Regions from separate parts of the Mus musculus genome. Here all the other regions are linked to region 5. The links are chromatin contacts, called in public promoter capture Hi-C maps. All regions are on one chromosome and are shown on one strand. Each heading gives the region's core, a stretch centred on a gene start, on an enhancer-like site or on the middle of the called end of the contact. The rest is flanking DNA. Distances are from core to core; before and after follow the strand shown.

Evidence for each region. Promoter capture Hi-C pulls out the DNA fragments that hold promoters and counts their contacts.
Region 1: a contact with region 5 is called in a promoter capture Hi-C map of pre-B cells, with 4 times the contacts expected there. The contact joins the promoter of Glrx here to the promoter of Lpcat1 in region 5. A contact is called at or near these places in 1 of 39 promoter capture datasets (pre-B cells) and 1 of 115 datasets of contacts at active chromatin or transcription factors (double positive thymocytes).
Region 2: a contact with region 5 is called in a promoter capture Hi-C map of pre-B cells, with 7 times the contacts expected there. The contact joins the promoter of Rfesd here to the promoter of Lpcat1 in region 5. A contact is called at or near these places in 2 of 39 promoter capture datasets (liver and pre-B cells).
Region 3: a promoter capture Hi-C map of pre-B cells shows a contact between it and region 5, with 4 times the contacts expected there. The contact joins the promoter of Ttc37 here to the promoter of Lpcat1 in region 5. A contact is called at or near these places in 3 of 39 promoter capture datasets (hippocampal neurons, liver and pre-B cells).
Region 4: a promoter capture Hi-C map of hippocampal neurons shows a contact between it and region 5, with 7 times the contacts expected there. The contact joins the promoter of 8030423J24Rik here to the promoter of Lpcat1 in region 5. A contact is called at or near these places in 2 of 39 promoter capture datasets (hippocampal neurons and liver) and 1 of 115 datasets of contacts at active chromatin or transcription factors (astrocytes).
Region 6: a contact with region 5 is called in a promoter capture Hi-C map of the 3T3-L1 cell line, with 6 times the contacts expected there. The contact joins the promoter of Adamts16 here to the promoter of Lpcat1 in region 5. A contact is called at or near these places in 2 of 39 promoter capture datasets (the 3T3-L1 cell line and hippocampal neurons) and 1 of 115 datasets of contacts at active chromatin or transcription factors (astrocytes).

Annotation. Positions count from the first base shown.
Region 1 is chr13:75,838,599-75,841,298 of GRCm38.p6, forward strand. Glrx (glutaredoxin) reads left to right here and starts at 1,288. Exons shown (of 3, transcript NM_053108.4): 1 at 1,288-1,577. The coding sequence starts at 1,371. Gm41005 (a long non-coding RNA gene) reads right to left here and starts at 2,470. Exons shown (of 2, transcript XR_873685.2): 1 at 2,169-2,470.
Region 2 is chr13:76,017,165-76,020,122 of GRCm38.p6, forward strand. It overlaps Rfesd (Rieske (Fe-S) domain containing), which reads right to left and starts at 1,398. Exons shown (of 4, transcript NM_178916.5): 1 at 357-1,398. It also overlaps the pseudogene Gm4165.
Region 3 is chr13:76,097,314-76,100,013 of GRCm38.p6, forward strand. It overlaps Ttc37 (tetratricopeptide repeat domain 37), which reads left to right and starts at 1,421. Exons shown (of 44, transcript NM_001081352.2): 1 at 1,421-1,516; 2 at 2,058-2,127. It overlaps Arsk (arylsulfatase K), which reads right to left and starts at 1,347. Exons shown (of 8, transcript NM_029847.4): 1 at 1,061-1,347. The coding sequence starts at 1,195.
Region 4 is chr13:70,881,335-70,884,240 of GRCm38.p6, forward strand. 8030423J24Rik (RIKEN cDNA 8030423J24 gene) reads left to right here and starts at 1,614. Exons shown (of 3, transcript NR_157373.1): 1 at 1,614-1,712; 2 at 2,065-2,193; 3 at 2,529-2,906.
Region 5 is chr13:73,465,637-73,468,657 of GRCm38.p6, forward strand. Lpcat1 (lysophosphatidylcholine acyltransferase 1) reads left to right here and starts at 1,595. Exons shown (of 14, transcript NM_145376.6): 1 at 1,595-1,881. The coding sequence starts at 1,747.
Region 6 is chr13:70,840,433-70,843,272 of GRCm38.p6, forward strand. It overlaps Adamts16 (a disintegrin-like and metallopeptidase (reprolysin type) with thrombospondin type 1 motif, 16), which reads right to left and starts at 1,379. Exons shown (of 23, transcript NM_172053.3): 1 at 1,058-1,379; 2 at 837-939. The coding sequence starts at 1,117. Gm36529 (predicted gene, 36529) reads left to right here and starts at 18. Exons shown (of 4, transcript NR_167928.1): 1 at 18-188.

The DNA.
Region 1 (2,700 bases), core at 38-2,537, 2.4 Mb after region 5:
AAAGACCAGACAAATGAGAAGGAGAGAAAGACTCTAAAGGAACAGCCTGAGCTGGGTGCTTATTCCCCAGGGTCATGTGAACAGCAAGAACCCTCAAGAGGTCCTTGAAACAGCTGGCATCAGAAGGTTGCCAGAAAGTTAAGACTCTAGCCCTAAACTTGTTCAGAATTGTGGGAAGCTATGGGCTGAGAGGTCTACAACCCTGCCATGGGCCAGCCACCTCAGCCATGCAGCCAGGCCGCTTCTCCGTTGGCAGAACTCTCTCTCCGCTTCTTCTGTGGCCCTGACTATTACCATCTGACTGTTATTTTGCCATTTGATGTGGGTAACAGTGAGAGTGACAAAGAAAGCAGCCCCCAGAAGTCAGTTTACTTCTCTTTGGTCACAATGTGCACCAGAGCCGTCACCAGGACATGACTGTAGTCTGACCTCCTGTAAGATACTCTGGTTCTACTGTGGAGCTGGTTGCTTGCTTGGAAAGGTGCTTCAGTCTGACAGGAGTTTTCTCTTCGACTTGCTTATCTACCTCAGCACCACCTCCCAAAGCACCTCAGCTCACTGTCAAAACAAGTCAGACAGGAAAAGATCCACATTCTGTCTGGAATCTCAGGTCAGGGGTTATGGGAGAATTTGTTTCTTACTGAACTGCTATTCAAAGGTCACCAGCCCTAAGGCTTTTGGAGTAAGAGAGACCTATTAAAAAGCTTAGCTTCACAGGTAGGCCCCGTGGCAAAGTTCAGTCACAAATCTACCCCACTGAAAAGGGCTCATTGTTCACCATGAACTCAGAGCATGGCACCCCACTTTTTAAAGACAGAGAGAAAGTACAGACAAGCACATTTTTACATGTCAAGAACCAAGTCCACTAATCACACAAGTACCCACCTTACAGGGCAAAGAAAGCATGCCGGTGCAACCCACAAGGCCCAATCACTATGCAGTCCCCACATCCTATGAAGAGCCAAAGCTTTCCTGAATGGTTGTGTTTTTATTTTTCAAAACAACCGTGTTTCCAAAAGAAGAGAGAGAGAGAATTTGTTCTAAGAGGACCTGGGGCCTCCTACCCAGAAACTGGTCTGCGCTGTCTCTGCTACCCTAGAGGGTGACTTAGTTCTGTTCTTGGGGAGGACACAAGACAGCCTGTTATAGCTTACACAGCCAGTGTGCAATGGTAGGCCTAGGAAGTACTGACTCATACCAAAATGAACTGACTTTGGGGCTGGCCCTTTAAAACTGAAGCATCCTACTTGGTAACTCCTCCTCCAAGGAGGTTCCTTATTAAATGAGAGCTGCTGGCTAAGCGCCGCTGCATTACCGGACCATTACTTTCAACTGCACGTTCCTCCCTGGAGAAGCTGCAGCCTGTCAGCATGGCTCAGGAGTTTGTGAACTGCAAGATCCAGTCTGGGAAGGTGGTCGTGTTCATCAAGCCCACCTGCCCCTACTGCAGAAAGACCCAAGAAATCCTCAGTCAACTGCCTTTCAAACAAGGTCTTCTGGAGTTTGTGGACATCACAGCCACTAACAACACCAGTGCGATTCAAGATTATTTACAACAGCTCACCGGAGCGAGAACAGTGAGTGTGTTTAAATGCTAAGGAAGCGCTGGGGTGTTGCTGTTTCCTTTCCAGAGCTTTGTAGACAGCTAGCTGTGCCTTTTCTAGGATGCCGTTGCCTGGGCTCTGTCCTTCAAAGCAGCCAGAGGACTTTGCAGGGTGTGGGGGAGGGACTCAAGGGAAGACACTGCTCAAATGAGTGGGCAGCAGGACTGCCTGGGAGGACCAGAAGGCAGAACGCTGGTTGGTGTGTGGATAGTGGGCCTGACAGCTGGGCTGGCGGCAGTTAAGTGTTTATCTGAAGGCTTTGTTTTAAGCACTATTTTGAACTGGCAGTGTTCTTCTGGCAAGGCAGGAGGCAGCTTCGAGGCTGGATGTGATCTCTAGCTTTTATGTTATGGATGGGGGCCATAGGCACTCTCTTCCCCCTGTTAGCATGTAGTGGGGTCTGCGGCCCTTCCTTTTCTTTGCACTAGGCTTTCTTTCTTTATCACCTAGTTTGTCCATTCTTACCTAGCCCCACCCACTAGAAAAGTAAATCCTGGACTCCATTTTTGCCTGTGCTGCCTTAATTGTAGGATATTTTCAGGTCTGGTTATCATGATAACTTACTGTATGATCTGATGGATTCTTGCCTTGGAGATCCATCCTCAGTGACGCAGGCTGCAAGATTAGAGGGAGCGCTTCAAAGTCCTGTTCCACAAATCCATATGCAGCTCTCTAAGAACACCTTCCTCCTCAGAAAAGGCTTTCTTTGTGCCTGGGCTGCTGCTGGAATGCCCAGCTCAACAGACTCCAGTGCTGGAAAGTGAGCTTGTTGTACAGTTAACTGGAGTGTTGGGGACAAAGCCGAGGCAGCCCCAACAAGCCAAGAACCTTGGCCACCTGCCTCCAATACCAACTAAAGTGACGCGTGACAGTGAAAAGCAGAGGAAAGAAACTTCCTCAGTGAGGCTTCATTGGGAAGCTGAAAAAATACAGATGTCCATGGATGCCCAAGTCCATAAAATGTATGGTGTGTGTGTCTGTGTACCCTTGTTTACACAACAGCCCAGTGGTTAATGTTGGATGACTTATTTAATCACTCTCAGCCTTACTTTGGTGAGACACCGTCCTTCACTGAATCTGGAGTTCACAGGCTGGG
Region 2 (2,958 bases), core at 148-2,647, 2.6 Mb after region 5:
TATGAATCCTGCTGCTGTAGTCTTCCTACTAGGAAAAAAATAATGCCTTGGCTCTCCCTCCAAAATCACTGTTTTTAAAGTGCTATAGTGCTGGAGAACATAATTTTTAATACAGTTTTTGACAAAAAAAAATAAAAATAAAAAATGTTCTGTTCTACCATTGTCTTTAAAAATAAAAACTGTTTTGTTGTTCGTAGATCCCTAAAATTAGATTTCTTAAAGTGAGAATTCCATATAAAACTATTTGTTTTAGATAAGTGGATGGCCCCGACAGTTTTAAACACCTTTCTAATGTAGATAATTCATTCAAGTATAAAGTCACTGAAGACAAAAGACATGAAATTAAAGGTACTCACACTCATGTGTCACTCCTCTTGAGCAATGACTCAGGGACTCTTAGAGTGGGGACCTGGCCCACAAATTATCACAGTGCTTATCTCCAGGGTGACACCCTGGCTTTTAGGCTCAGGGAAGGGAAATGCTTTAGTCAGTAGCAGTTTGATGATAATAAATACATTTGACTAGCTACATTTCACTACCGCTTGGACACTTTGCGTGTAAATGTTCATTACTCCTCACAAAATTAAATATCTGTAAGCTCATATGTTGCTTGGTGTAACTTTCGTGTCACTAGCAGCCAGCGATTTATAAAAGAAAAGAAACAAAAAACAAAAAACATGTGGCCTGAAAGAAAATCATCTTGAAAGTCACAAAAACCGTTCGGCAAAAACGTATAGAGAGTTTTATATTCGCAGTGCACACATGTATCGGAAAAGATGGTTCTGAATGTTTATGTAGGAATGCTAATGTACAAGATTGTCTTCACAAATATCTAAAGTAAAACACTTGCCCAATTTAATGAAGCCGTGCAGCTGAGCGAATTACTGCCAATGTCTGGTATTAAAGATGACAAGGCGTTTCACCAGCGTCTGAATCCCGGACTGCTTCCTAAGAGGCCTGTATCATAGGGTGTGCAGAGGACAACCACGTTAAGGCACCTCTACTCTATACAGCTGGGTGCAACCGCAGGAAGCGCAGCAAGGCTGGTAGCCACCCCCATGGCTTTAGCAGTTCTCAAACCAGTTTTATTTGCTAAGAAGACAGGCCGCAGCTGCTAGATTGAGCGGCGCTAGGGACAGCACGGCAACCAGCAGTCGTCCCGACGGCCATCCCAGGAGAATATTTGGGGTGCGTGGGACGTCAGAAGGATTCGCTTTCATAGTTTATGGCACAAGTGCGGAAAAGCCTATTTAAATGGCTGCAGGTCCCGGCTGTGGCCCAACTGTCAAGGCGAACAGTTCACTGAGGCTCTTGCCAATGCCAGTCCACGAGGGTCCAAACGCTCCCTGCTCAGACACCCGAGGACTCGGAACCGCTGCCAGCGGACGCAGGAAGTGCAGGCCCGGGCGGTGTCCGACCGGAAGCAGCAGCGTGCCAGAAATCTCCGCCCCGCTCCCCTCACCCAATTCCCGCACCGCGAGAACCTAACTTACTGTGCTGGGGTCCTCGCCCCGCCCTCAACACCCAGCTCCCGCAGCCCCTGCGTCCTGCGCCTGCGCGACGCGAGTTTGTGAGGAGGCGGGGCAGGGGTCACGTGCTAGGAAGTACTGGCTCCCCTCCCGTCCCTCCATCAGGCTGCTGTCCTGTTTGTGGAATTTTTCTAGCTCTTGTGGGATATGAGTAGGTGCATCATTTTCTTTCTCTTTTCTTTTTTCAAAGAACGATAATCGGACTCACTCTAAATTTATCCAAATTTTAAATGCACTCAGCAATCTCATCCCTAAGCGAAATAATACCTAGAACATGGGAAAACTTTACAGCCATATACTGTATACCCAAAGGTCCAATTCCATACACTACACCATACAGGCTCCCATGTGTAATATGCTCTCTTTAACACAAATAACTCATTGCTTGAGATACAAATAGGTTAAGTATTTGTGTATACCAAAGCTTTTAAAAATTACTAGATTTAAGGGGAGATGGTGTGTTTTCACTTTCAATTTCTCTTTCAGTGTTACATTAAGAGCAACACAATAAGAACTCCCCATACTTATGCTCAGAGGTGCAAGCTAAATGAGTCTTACTGGTTTGCAAGCATTCTCTGTAAACTGGCACGTGGCAAGCTCTTATAGAGCCCACAACCCGGGCTGAAGTTGATCACTTGAACCCAAGTGTTGGGCAGCACAGACACCCTGCTTTAAAAAAAGAAAAAAGAAAAAAGAGGCCAGCAAGATGATTCATGGAGTAAGGGTGCTTGTAAACGGGACAGCCTGAGTTGTAGCCCAGAGCTCATTTAATGATGTAGGAACTGACTTAACAAACTATGCTGTAGCATGCATGTCCCTGCTCACACAGAATAATAAGGATTTTTTAAAATTAATGATCCTTTGATTCAATAGCTCATAATCTTGGCTAGGCTTTAGATCTGCCTAGGAATTAAAACAAACAAAACCAAAAAACAATAACAAAGCAACTTTGCCCAGTATACCAGATCAATGAAGTAAAAATCTTAGAAAGGATTCAATATATATTTTTGTTTTTTAATTTCTGAAAGCTTTTCATTTTTTCCCTCCCAGAAAGACCAACTGCAATCAGAGGGAGTGAAAGGTCAAGATTTTATTCATAACAAAATCAGCTTAGAACTGGATCACTTGGCCCTTTCTCTTCTTGTCGCCTCACAATTCAAAATGCTCACATCTCTTAATAGCCAGCATCCTCTTAGATCTGCAGTTGGGCTCAATGCACTCCAGTCTCAGCACAATCTTCTTTGTAGAAGCCTTTTTGCGGAAAATAGGCTTAGTTTGTCCACCATAGTCACTTTGTTTCCTGTCATAACGCTGCTTACAAAGAATCCTTGTCCTTCTTGTACTGTGTCACCTTGTGGGGTTGGTCCTTTCCATATTTCTTACAGAATATCTGGTGGACCCTAGGCATGTTCATCATGTTCACAGGATC
Region 3 (2,700 bases), core at 171-2,670, 2.6 Mb after region 5:
CTCTTCCCATATCATCTCACATGACTTCCTCCTATTTTTATGCCTTTTGATTCTGGCTATCCTTATGGGGATCAATTGGTTTGAGCTACATTTCCCTAATGATTAATGAATCTAAGCTTCTTATGATGGGCTTATTGGCTATCTGTGTATATTCTGTGTAGGAATGTCTTTTCAAATCCTTGGCTCATTTTAAATTGCCTAAACCAAGATTATGACAATTTACACTTCCATTGTCTTGAAGGAGTTTTATAGCCTTAGCTTTTACATTTAAATCATTGACTAACTTTTGTTTTTACACATGGTGGAAGGCAGGACCCAATTTTGTTCCTTTCCATGTATATATTTACTTTTCCAGCACTACTTGTTTATAAGACTATTTCTGGACTCTTAATTCTACTCTACTGGTCTGAATATTTATTGTTCTGCATGTAAAGTACTATTGTGGCTATTGTAGCTTTACCATTAGTTTTGAAATTAAAAGCTTTTTTTTTTTTTTTTTAAATCAGTCTTCTTTTTCATGTTTTTTTCCCCTTCCCAATTCGAGGTCCTTTCACTTTCCATATGAATTTAAATCAAATTTAAGGTGATGCATACACAAATAACTTCTTTAAATCAGTGCTAACACAAGTATAGAATGTCTAGATTAGTGGTTCTCAGCCTTTCTATGCTGCAACAGTTTAATACAGTTCCTCATATTATGGTGACTCTCCCAACCATACGATTATTTTTGTTGTCACTTCATAACTGTAATTTTGTTAGGTATGAGTTGTAATGTAAATATCTGATATTTCCGATGGTCTTAGGTGACTTCTGCAAAAGGTGACTCGACCTCTCCCAAGGGATCGAGAGCCACAGGTTGAGAATTGCTGGTCTAGTGAATAAAGTTCAAGGAGCAAAGCCCAGGAGTTAGAGACTGGCTTCTTTCTACTACTTTATTAGTATGCACATGCGTGCTTGCAGGTGTGCGCATGCGGGACCTCTCAACCCCAGGGTCCTGTTCCCTGTGATGTTTCTCCACAGGCTCTGGGCGGTGTCTGCTCCCCGTCCTTTGGGTACTTACGAAGGAGTCACTGGCGACCAGCACCACGTTGGGCGCCTGGTTCACTTGCATCCTTTTCTTCTGTGTTCTGGGGGCCGGTGCTGCGAGTGCTAACGCTGCGACCACCGACACCAACAGCAACAGCATCGCGGGCATGGCCGTTCAGAAGCGGCTGCTGAGCGGGTCTCCTGTAGCCTGCTCTCCAGTCATGAGCAGGGGCCGGACTCTAGGGACAAGACTAGAAGTTTGGCTTACAAATACAGAAGTAAATATGAGCGGCACCTAGAAACTACACCTCCCATCAGGCCAAGGGCAGGCGCATGCGCAAAAACCAATCGCGCTCAGCCCATGTGAAGACCGTTTTAATCAAATTTCGAGCTAATGATAGCTCTGCCAGTTCCTCTCACTCAAGCGATGTCTGGGGAAGCGCGCATGCGTTGTTCAGACTTGTACTTTGTGGCAGTCCCACATGCCCAGGTGGGTTCTGATCGCTTCGGTTTTGGCAGAAGTTGAAATCTAAAGGCAGTAGAAGTGGTATTTAGGGGGAGAAAATACTGAGCATGAGCGTGATGTTACGGGCTGTCTTCCTTTTGTGCGGGGCTGAATGTTCGCTGACAAAGTGAACTTGGCGGTGATGAGGTGGCAGTGATTCTGTCACTTGAATTGGATTGGGTTGTGCCTATATGGGACTTTAGGCTAGGTCACCTCGTGTGTGGTCTGGGTAGTGGTGTGGATTTCTGCTGCGTTCCGGAACCCTAGTCAGGAAGCCCCCCTCATCGTATTTCCTCCGTTTGCCGACCTGTAAGGATTATGCTCATGTGGGTTGAAGAGCGGGCCTAATAAGTTTCAGGTTCCAGATACGGAACAGCTTGGCTGTTCTTTGTCTTTGGAGTAGCAATAGGGACCGGTTCTAAAAGGTACAGATGTGGACTGTGTGAAGTGTGCGGTTAATTGATGTATGCTCGGAGTAACATTGTTGGGTATAGAATAATCAGCTGTTCCTTTTTTTGATTGCTAGATTCCTTTGGAGAATTCTGGAAGAAGCACGTTTCTATTTTCAAGTCAAATTATTCACTGATAAGTTTCAGGTATATATAATTGTACATTACACCACTTGTGTTGATTTTCTGGCAGGAAAAGGAGGAGTAATGCTATTTATTTAAAATCTCAACTCTCATATCTGGCAGCCTTGTGTACAGATTAATTGTAATAAAACACCTTACACATCTAATACAGAGCGGTATGTGTTTAGTGTCTGTTAAGCTTTACTGTATATTTACTGTGTAGCATGCTTTACGTGGAATGTACTCCTTAATCTTCACTTAGACTACTTTACAGATGCGAAAACAGAGAGGTTAAATAACTTTTCAATAGCTTATCTAAGTAGATTACCTCCTAAACAGGGCACACTCCCCAGAATTGTGTTGAGTAAATTTGGAATGTAGGACATACTTTACAGAAACAATATCAACTGGTGCTTAGTTTTATAAAAATTACATTTGGTATTCTTTTTTTTTTTTTTTTTTTGCATAGTAATGATTCGTTGAACACAGATGATCCTTGAAGGCTCTGTTTCTGCAGGCCCTTGTTCTGAGGACAGAGCACATCCTTTTCTTCTTTCTGTAATTGCGGTGTCAGTGAGAGCAGGCGCTGTAGCAGGT
Region 4 (2,906 bases), core at 364-2,863, 2.6 Mb before region 5:
TGGATGCCCTTAAAATGTTGCATATTGTAACGAACCATTTTCTAAACCTACAGCTCAGCTATGTATACATTTTTTTTTTCTTTTTGTTCTTTGAGTTTCTAAGACAATTCGATCTGCTTTGGTAATATTTCAACCATCAAGTATGTGCAAGTTACATATTGAACTTGACATAAAGGAGAAAGTTTCTTGGCATTCTTGGATTGAATGGTTTCCCGTTAGCTGGATGAATCTAAAACCATCATTCACTTGAGACAGACACCTAGAGTTAAATGTAGAAAAGACTTTGGCAACGTGTTCGGTAGAGGGTGATTGTTTTGACTTTGGGTTAATGTTTAATAGTGTAGATAAGTCCGTTAATGCCATGGAACTTGAGTAAGGAAGTTTTATCTTCAAGTAACTTTGGAGAAACCATAGGAGCAATTAAGGATCTGGGTTTGGAAGAATGGTCCTCCACAGTCTCCTCCCGACAGGCCTAGAAGGACCTGGCCAGAGGTATGGAGTCTCTGCACAGGCCTTTTCATGGAGCAGGATCAGACACAGGCTGCTGACAGAGGAAGCAGGTTCATTGAGAGTCCATTTGCAAAGATTTCACCTCTGTTCTCAGGACTGAAACAAAACAGAAACCTATTCAGAGAAGCAGAGCAGGACACATTTATACTACAGGTGTAAGCCTAGATCTGCAGTCTTCAGTTTTTCCGAGTAACTGAAACTCAAAACACACTGTTCACCATTGCTAGGGCTTTCATGCAAAAGCCATTCTCGGATAGCATGGGTGTGCTGTACCCTGTATGGAGAAAACAATTGAAATTCCAACAGTTTGTTTATTTGTTTGGTAGCTAATTCATGATAGATTTCTTTTTTTAAGTGACATGGGGAGTTTGAGCTGGCAGTATCTGAAGCTAGCTGAGTACTATACAAAGAATCCTGGGTGGTACACGGTTCTCTGTAATGTTAAATTCTTGTCCCACGCACAGGAAAGCTCAAGGTAGACTGCAGATGCACAGTCACGGACTCTTAGTCAATACCAAGGGTCTCTTTTGAAAGGCTCTGGCTGTACAACTAAGTGAAGATCTCTCCCACTGATTAAGTCTGCAAATAGCATAAGGTGACACAACAGCTCTGTGAAGAATGCCAGCCCAGCAGGGCCACCAAGAACACCATCTATATCCCTCTACCTACATCTACATACTGTCTACAACCCCATAGATCTGCCCTTCCTTTCTCACCTTCTTCCTCCCTACACTCCTCTTCTTTTGTTCCTTCCCCCTCTTTTTCTAGCTGGCCTTGAACTCACTCTATGGCCAAAGATGACTTCGAACTTCTTATTCTTCTGCACCTACCTCTCTAATGCTTGGGTTGCTGCTGTGCATCATGGTGCCTGGTTTATTAGGTTCTAGGGGTCAAACCTATGGCTTTCTGCATGCCAGGCAACCTAGTCGCATCTCTATGCCCCTCCCTCAAATGTTTTCTGATGTCTAAGTTGCTGAAGTTTGGATAACAGCACCAACAAGTACTATATTCTCAAGGACAGCCTTTGATAAGACAGTGAATACCATGGATTAAAACAAAGAACAGAACGTGTAGGTAATCGTTTTGGGAAGCTTTGCATCAGTGTTCCATACTGTGACCCAAGGGCAGAACTCAAGTCAGTATTAACTGAGAGGCAAATGGTGGCTGTCTCCTGTTTGATGTGCAGGCCTGGAAACCACCAGGTATTAGCTTAATAATTGCAGCTTACCCTTTGTCCACATTGCCTGGTTGCTTGATTAAGGGTGAGCGGTAGAGCTCTTCTTCCAGGCTTGGCTTTATCCTCCCAATGGATTCTTTCTGGTTCAAATCTTATTGCCAAGACTCCTGCCCCCAATTTTAGTAACTATACCAATGCTCTGGTAGGGATCAGGGCTTCTGACAGACATGGGTTGATAGCTAGTAATGTCAGGGCACAGAGGACAGACAGCCTTTCAGTGCATCCTCTCTTTTGCTGAAAGGAAGGCAGTTAGCTGTGGTTCTTCTGCAAGAGGCCAGAGCCTCCCCAGTTGTATCACTTTCTCTGCTGATCTGAAGGAAAGGCTTCTGTGAGAATGGAGTGAAATGGTGGAGAGAAGCAAGCGTTCATGGCTTCACCTGCCATCCCCTGAGGAATGCTGGCTCCGAAGCACACTGCAAGGCCCCTCAGGCAGCCTCAGTACCGAGGTGAGCACTTCTCCCTGCTACTTGTCCTTATGTTATATGTCTGTTTGTATGCTTTTAAATACCCCAATTTCTTAGAGAAGCTTTTGGATAATTCTACCTTGCAACCATCATCAAGGAAAATCAATCCAATGGCAATAAATAAATCAAGAGACAGAACAGTAGGTAGAAAGAGTTGTGTCTTCCAATACACATATACTTACAAGTATCTAAATATATGTTCGCCTCTGTGTGGACATACACACACACACACCATAGGTCCTTGAAACTCATCCTGGACTGCTTCGATGGCTGGATACTGAATGTTTGGTGAGGTGATCTATGTGTTTCCTTCGCAGACTTCCTCTCCGACTTCCGATTGCACCATGAGCAGCATTGTGGCCCATCTCCCTGTTGGCGTTCTAGCGGTGTCTGGGAGAGCCACGCACCTGCATGTGTTGTGCCAGAGGAAGAAGATTTCTATGATGGTCAACACCTGTCCCTCGCTGCTGTAAGCCCTGCCATGAGGGAAACTCACACACAGGCTGATGAACTGAGCAGAGACAATGAGAGCATGAGAAGAGAGCAGATGCCCTGGGAAGGCTCCAGCTGCCGGAGCTTCTCATTGGCGGACAGCCAGCTGCAGAGAAGGAGCAGATACTCAGTGCTGACACAGAGCTGCAGAAGGTTGCCATCGGAAAGTCATTGTATTTTTAGCAGGTTCCAAAATAGATAGC
Region 5 (3,021 bases), core at 345-2,844:
AAGGGTCCTCCCAGCTCTCTCTCCAGCTTCAGGTGGCTGAACATCCTCAATTAGGAAAACTTGGTCTTACATGGCATCCCCCCACCCCCCATTCTGCCTTGTCTCCTCATTCAAATCTCCCATTCACAAAGACATCACTAATACTGGATGGGTCCTGACAAATCTATTAGAGTCATCATGATCACCTGCAAAAGATTTTCTTTCCACAAAATATGTGGACTTGGGTCAACACCGCTACACAGGATGTTCACAGCTTTCTATGACCCAGCTTTGAGGCTACAGAAATCCTGGCCCAGGATACCCGCAGGCTTCTTTGCTTGTAGACTTCAGGTGGCACCTGGCCCGCCTGTCTTCCTTCCTCTAAAGGTCTGTTTGTAAGCCTGATAGGCCTTTGTGCCCTGGGGTTTTCTTGACAGGGAGCTGAAGATCCTTGGATGCTACACTCTTGTGTCTGAGACTTGAACAAATGGGAATTAAAATCTAGAATCAGTGGAATCTAGGTCACAGGACAACATATCAGAACATTAAGGCCGGGTGTGATGGCGCACGCCTTTAATCCCAGCACTCGGAGGCAGAGGCAGGTGGATTTCTGAGTTCGAGGCCAGCCTGGTCTACAAAGTGAGCTCCAGGACAGCCAGGGCTAAACAGAGAAACCCTGTCTTGAAAAAAAAAAAAAAAAAAAAAAAAGAACATTAAGTTTGCTCATAGTCCTTAAGGATCTCCACAGCCTTCTTAGCCCAGAGGAAAGGCTATGTGTACTGTCGCTGCTTCATGGCTCATTTTGCAGAGGGGACAAGGGAATCTCAAGATAACGTCACGTGTCCAATACAAGATGAAGCTTTGAAGTGACAAGATCTGTGCGAGCATTTTTCTTCTAGCCAACTCCTCAAAACAGAGCCTGGTCACATTTCTGTCAGGAGTTATCAGAGGCTCTGGTCACTCTATTGTGAGAGGATGTGGTGGAGACTCTGAGAGCTCTGGTGTCCACAGGAAGTTTGGACTTTGGGGAGGTTAGACAGGAAGCCAAGGGTATCTGGAATTAGGCAGAATTTAGCTCCTTTTTCCTGTCTGGTGACTGAGGCTAGACCCTCTGTCTCCCAGTACCTGCTTGTTGAGTGTTCTATGAGCTATACAAATAAAAGCACCTGGTGTTGCTACAAAAGGCATTTCTTTAGTTTTTCAAATGTATACATTTTGATCAGAAAGCTACTTTGTATCCTATTTTAAAACAGGATACAAAGTACAAAAGGCATCCAGTGAGTCAAATGAATACATTTTAGCAGAAAGGCTATTTAGAGTCCTAGTTAATGGTGTGATACAAATTAGGGTCTCCTAGCCTATCTTCTCCCTCGATGGCGACTGATGGATTACAATGGTTAGGGGAAGGAAGCTGCCTGTGAGGACAGCGTTGCGCTGAGAAGTGGGCCTGCCCAGTTCAGTCCTGCGACCCAAAATTTAAGGTCTCCCTACACATGCAAATTCGCAGGATTCCCCTAAGTCCAGGAGCCTTAAGACGCGCAGGCGCATTCATAGCCCAGAGCGGTCTGGGCGGGGCACCCCGTTGGCCCCACCCACGTCACGCCGCCCCTCCCGCGCCTGCGCCTCCGGGCGGCCGCGCATCCTAGGCCCTCTCCCGCGCGCTCTGCTAGCTCTGCTGCTCTCGGCTCTTCTGTGCTTGGCTCGGTTCAGCTGAGCTCGGTCGGCTGAGCTCCATCTGCTCTACTCCTTGCTCAGGCGCGGGCAGCCATGAGGCTGCGGGGCCGCGGGCCGCGGGCCGCCCCCTCCTCCAGCTCTGGGGCAGGCGACGCGCGGCGCCTAGCGCCCCCGGGGCGGAACCCCTTCGTGCACGAGCTGCGACTGAGCGCCCTGCAGAAGGCCCAGGTGGGTTCTCCGCAGCGCTGCTGTACTCTATCCAGGATGCGCTCGGGATGCGGTGGGGAGGGGCTGGGCGCCGCCCGGTCCTCCGTGAGCCGCACCCCTCCCCTGCAGCACTCTTCCAACCCGCGCCAGGGTCCCGCTTCCCGCCGCCTGCGTGCACGCCGACTTACACCCTTTTGGTTTCGGTACTGGACCCTGCACTCCATCCCTTGGGCCCTGCACCCTCATCCCAGGCCTGGCCCGGGTTCCCGCCAGCAGGAGGCCTGGAGGTGGGCGGGGGTGGGGGGGTGTCCTCGCATCAGGCAGCCCCTTTCCAGCGTCTCCGCACAGCTAGGAGGCCTACTGTGTGTCTCCGTGGCCTAGTGTCGGAACCTGAATTGTCATCTGGAGCACCGGACGCGCGGGGCCCCTGGCATAACCCAATAGGATGATTTCCACATCCATGTTTGCAGATTGTTTCCTGTGTCTAGTACACTGTGTCGGTTGTTAGCGATGCTCCCTTGGGCTGCCTGTGCCCGGTATCAACTTTATACAACATAGTTCCCACGTGAGAGGGAACCTGTGCGCTGCGGCTGGCTAGTAGTGAGCGGGGACCTGGATCTAGGCACAGTTGCTATCTGTTCTTGTGGTTCTCACCGTGAGACCCGGCACGTGGGACCTTTTTTTACTCAGGGGCCAGGTCTGTGGTGCTGTGGTCACTTCTGGGACCCTTCTTTGAGTAATGAGCAGAGTTCACAGTTTCAGACTTCCGTGGTTTACAGGCAGAGTAGTATTTCCAACTGTAAGGGACCAGCTCTAGGAGGAGATGGTGTTTTTAAATGTGTAACCTATCAGACATAATATTAAGGTAAAGTCTGTTGAAATTATTACTTTCCCAAGCACCGGTTTCTGCTCAAAGCATCCAGTGGGGTTAGTTATCACCCGTAGGAATGGATGGTCAGCAGAATTGAACACGGAGAGTGTAAAGTAAAGGCCTCATATTGGCCCCCAGGTCTTGTCCTCTTTCCTGGTTGTGTCTGGAGCCTGTGAGGCTTTTCCTGAAGTCTTTGCTGCTGTCAGGTTGCTCCTCACGGCCTGGGGCTGTGCCCAGCAGGAGGGCTTAGGGTGCAGTCATATTTGAACTTTATTACTCTCAGTTTCAGT
Region 6 (2,840 bases), core at 129-2,628, 2.6 Mb before region 5:
TTCAGTAGGAGGAATTCAGTTCTTGTAAGTTTATCCTGATGAAGGAAGCGATAATGAGGGTTTCCGAAGTGTCAATTGTTTAATCCTGTACATATTCTAAAAATCTGCCGAAAAGATTAAACCTGGCTCGCCTCTGGTCGCCATTTCTGCTAACAATCTCAAGCTAATTCATCCCAGGAAAGGACAGGGTGAGTAAAATCCTGCATTTGCTGTGGACCCAGCACAAACCTCCTAGCAAGTGCAATGGCCTGCTTTCTCAGTCACCAGGTGTCATTGCTAGGACACCTCACAGGGGAAACCCACTTGTGAATCACTGAGGTGGCTGAACCTTGCAGAAGACTTGAATTCGAGTTCATGTTCAAGGAGGTCCAGGACACATCCTTTGGATGTCCCCTGTGCTATTAATTAACATTAAAGCGATATTAATGAGGTTGCCTTCTGTCTCCTCCTGTGACAGTCAAAGTGGAGAAAGCTTCAATGTGAAAGAAAGGAGAGGGGGGAAGATGCTGGAGTGGGGACTACGTTGCTTATAATAGATTTGGTGTATACATTAATGATGTCAATATATAGAGTGATCTGGAGTCTTCCTACACCCAGATATCTCACTCCCCCAATGTAACTCTGGCTAGCCATTATCATTTTACTAGGAAATAGGATACAGACGTTGGTCGGAAGTCATTCTTGAGCATGATCTTGTGCTCGAAATGAATAGAAAGAGCAAGATAGCATCTTCAAAGCTTTTGGCGTCCTGAGTCCCAGGAGACTTGCAGACCAGCATAGGGGGTTGCTGGCTGCTTACCTGTGAGGAACCGAGAGCCCCCACCGCGCGAACTTACCACCGGTTTCCAGCCAGCTGGACCCAGAGAATGGGGGAGGCTGCGGGTCTTCCGGGCTCCCAGACGCTGCAGCTGCGAGTCCCAGGGCGCACGCAGGTGTCTGCTAGGGGGAAAAAAAAAACGAGGACACCTCAGTGAAAATGCGGGCACTGCAGAGCTCAGCCAAGGGCGGAATGCACTTGCAGCCATCAGACTCTGCTGGTCCTAGCGCCAGGACTCACCTGCTCACTGACCTGCGCCAGCAGCAGCACCCAGAGCGCAGCACAACCTCGGGACTCCATGGCCCCGGTGCCCGAGGGCTCACAGGACTCAGCTCAGCAGTCTAGACTGGGTCACTGGATAGTCCCGGTGTTAGCAGTATGCTAGGGTGCAAAGGACCGACCCGGCAAAATCGCAGGGTTTCCAGGCAGCGATTCCACCATGCACATCAGAGTTATCACTGCAGCTTCGTTCGGCACCGGGAGGTGGAGTGGCAGTGGTGGCGGGGGGCGGCAAAGCACCCGCAGCAACCAAGGGACAGCAGGGAGGAGGGTAGAGAAGGAGAGGGCAGGACTAGGGAGGGCAAAGGAGAGGAGAGGGGAGGGGATAGAGGAGGGAGTAAAGCAGGGAGGAGGGGTACCAGGAGGAGGAGGAGGATAAGGGAGGAGTGGCAGGGAGAGGAGATGAAGCAGACTCATGGTAAGTACTGGGCATCCTTCACGCCTATGACCCAGCAGGAAGGTGTTTTGTCCACCTACATGAGAACTTGGGGTAGAGACAAGGCCAGGACACAGTCATATCTAGCTGTTCACCCCTGTGCTTTTGTGGAAAACTGTCTTGGTGTGTTACTCCAAAGTCCTCTGCCACCTGCCACCGCTGCAGCTCTGTGGGACTTCTCACTTAAGGGCAAGATTGAGCTGCATAGAGACAGGCATCCAGCATTCATTGTTCTCTAGTCCATCCCCTGGTTACAGACCCTCTGGCCTTCCCTTCTAGTGGGAGATGTATAGGGAGGAATGTATCTGCTTATGAATGAATGTGAGTCCTTAGTTGCCTGGGGCACGTGAAGAAAAGGGGTGAATGGAGGCGGGGCGGGGCAGGGCAGGGCAGGGTAGGGCAGGCTATGAGGAAGCTGGGTTTCTTTCTCACGCCTCTAATTTTTCATTGGACAGCAGTGGCCAATTTCAGATTCACTTTAGACTCTGGCTGACCTGCTGGGAGAGCAGGTGTGAGGCCACTGGGTTCCCAGAGCATCCTAGTAGGAAGTCTAGGAGCCCCAGCCTAGACCAGACCAGGTCTATCCAAGACAACCAGCGAATGCCCTCTCTCCAGCCCTGCGTCCTGGTCCATCATGACCTGAGTATGTGTTTGAGTATGAGCGTCTTTTGTGACCATCAGTGACTGAGAGTGTCTGCTGCAGGGTGGGTACAGATACAGACAGCACTGAGCGCACGGGTAGATGTTTCTACACGCGGGACTGCCAATGACTGTCCATCCCAGCAGCTGCACTCCACTTCCTTCTGCCGGTTGGTCTCACATCTCAGGCTCCCTCCAGCTGCCATTCTAGGGTCCCTCATTTGCAGTCACACTGACCTTGCCTGGTTTGCAAGGCTGAGAAGGGGGATGGCATGTGGAGCAGTGGCTGCAGTTTTCAGGGTGCTCACTCCAGCCTACACTGAGCTGAGATGCCCCAGAGTGGCTCTTTATAAGCCTGAATGAAGTGTCATACATCTCAGAAAGGACAGGGCGGAATCAAGATGAACTGATCTGTGTATGCATATCCCTCTCTCTCTCTCTCTGCTCCCTCCCTTTCTCTCTCAGTCGTTCATATGAAAAATATTGTCAAAGAGTACAGTTTTGTTGACTTACTGTTTCATTCTTTTATAATTCCACGCACCTACACTATGTTCTTTTATTAAAGCCTCCCATTATCTCCTGTTAAGTCCCCTCTATTCCACCTGGTCTCTCTTGTTCTATTGTTCCCAAGTGTGTCTGTCTGTCTGTCTGTCTGTCTGTCTGTCTCTC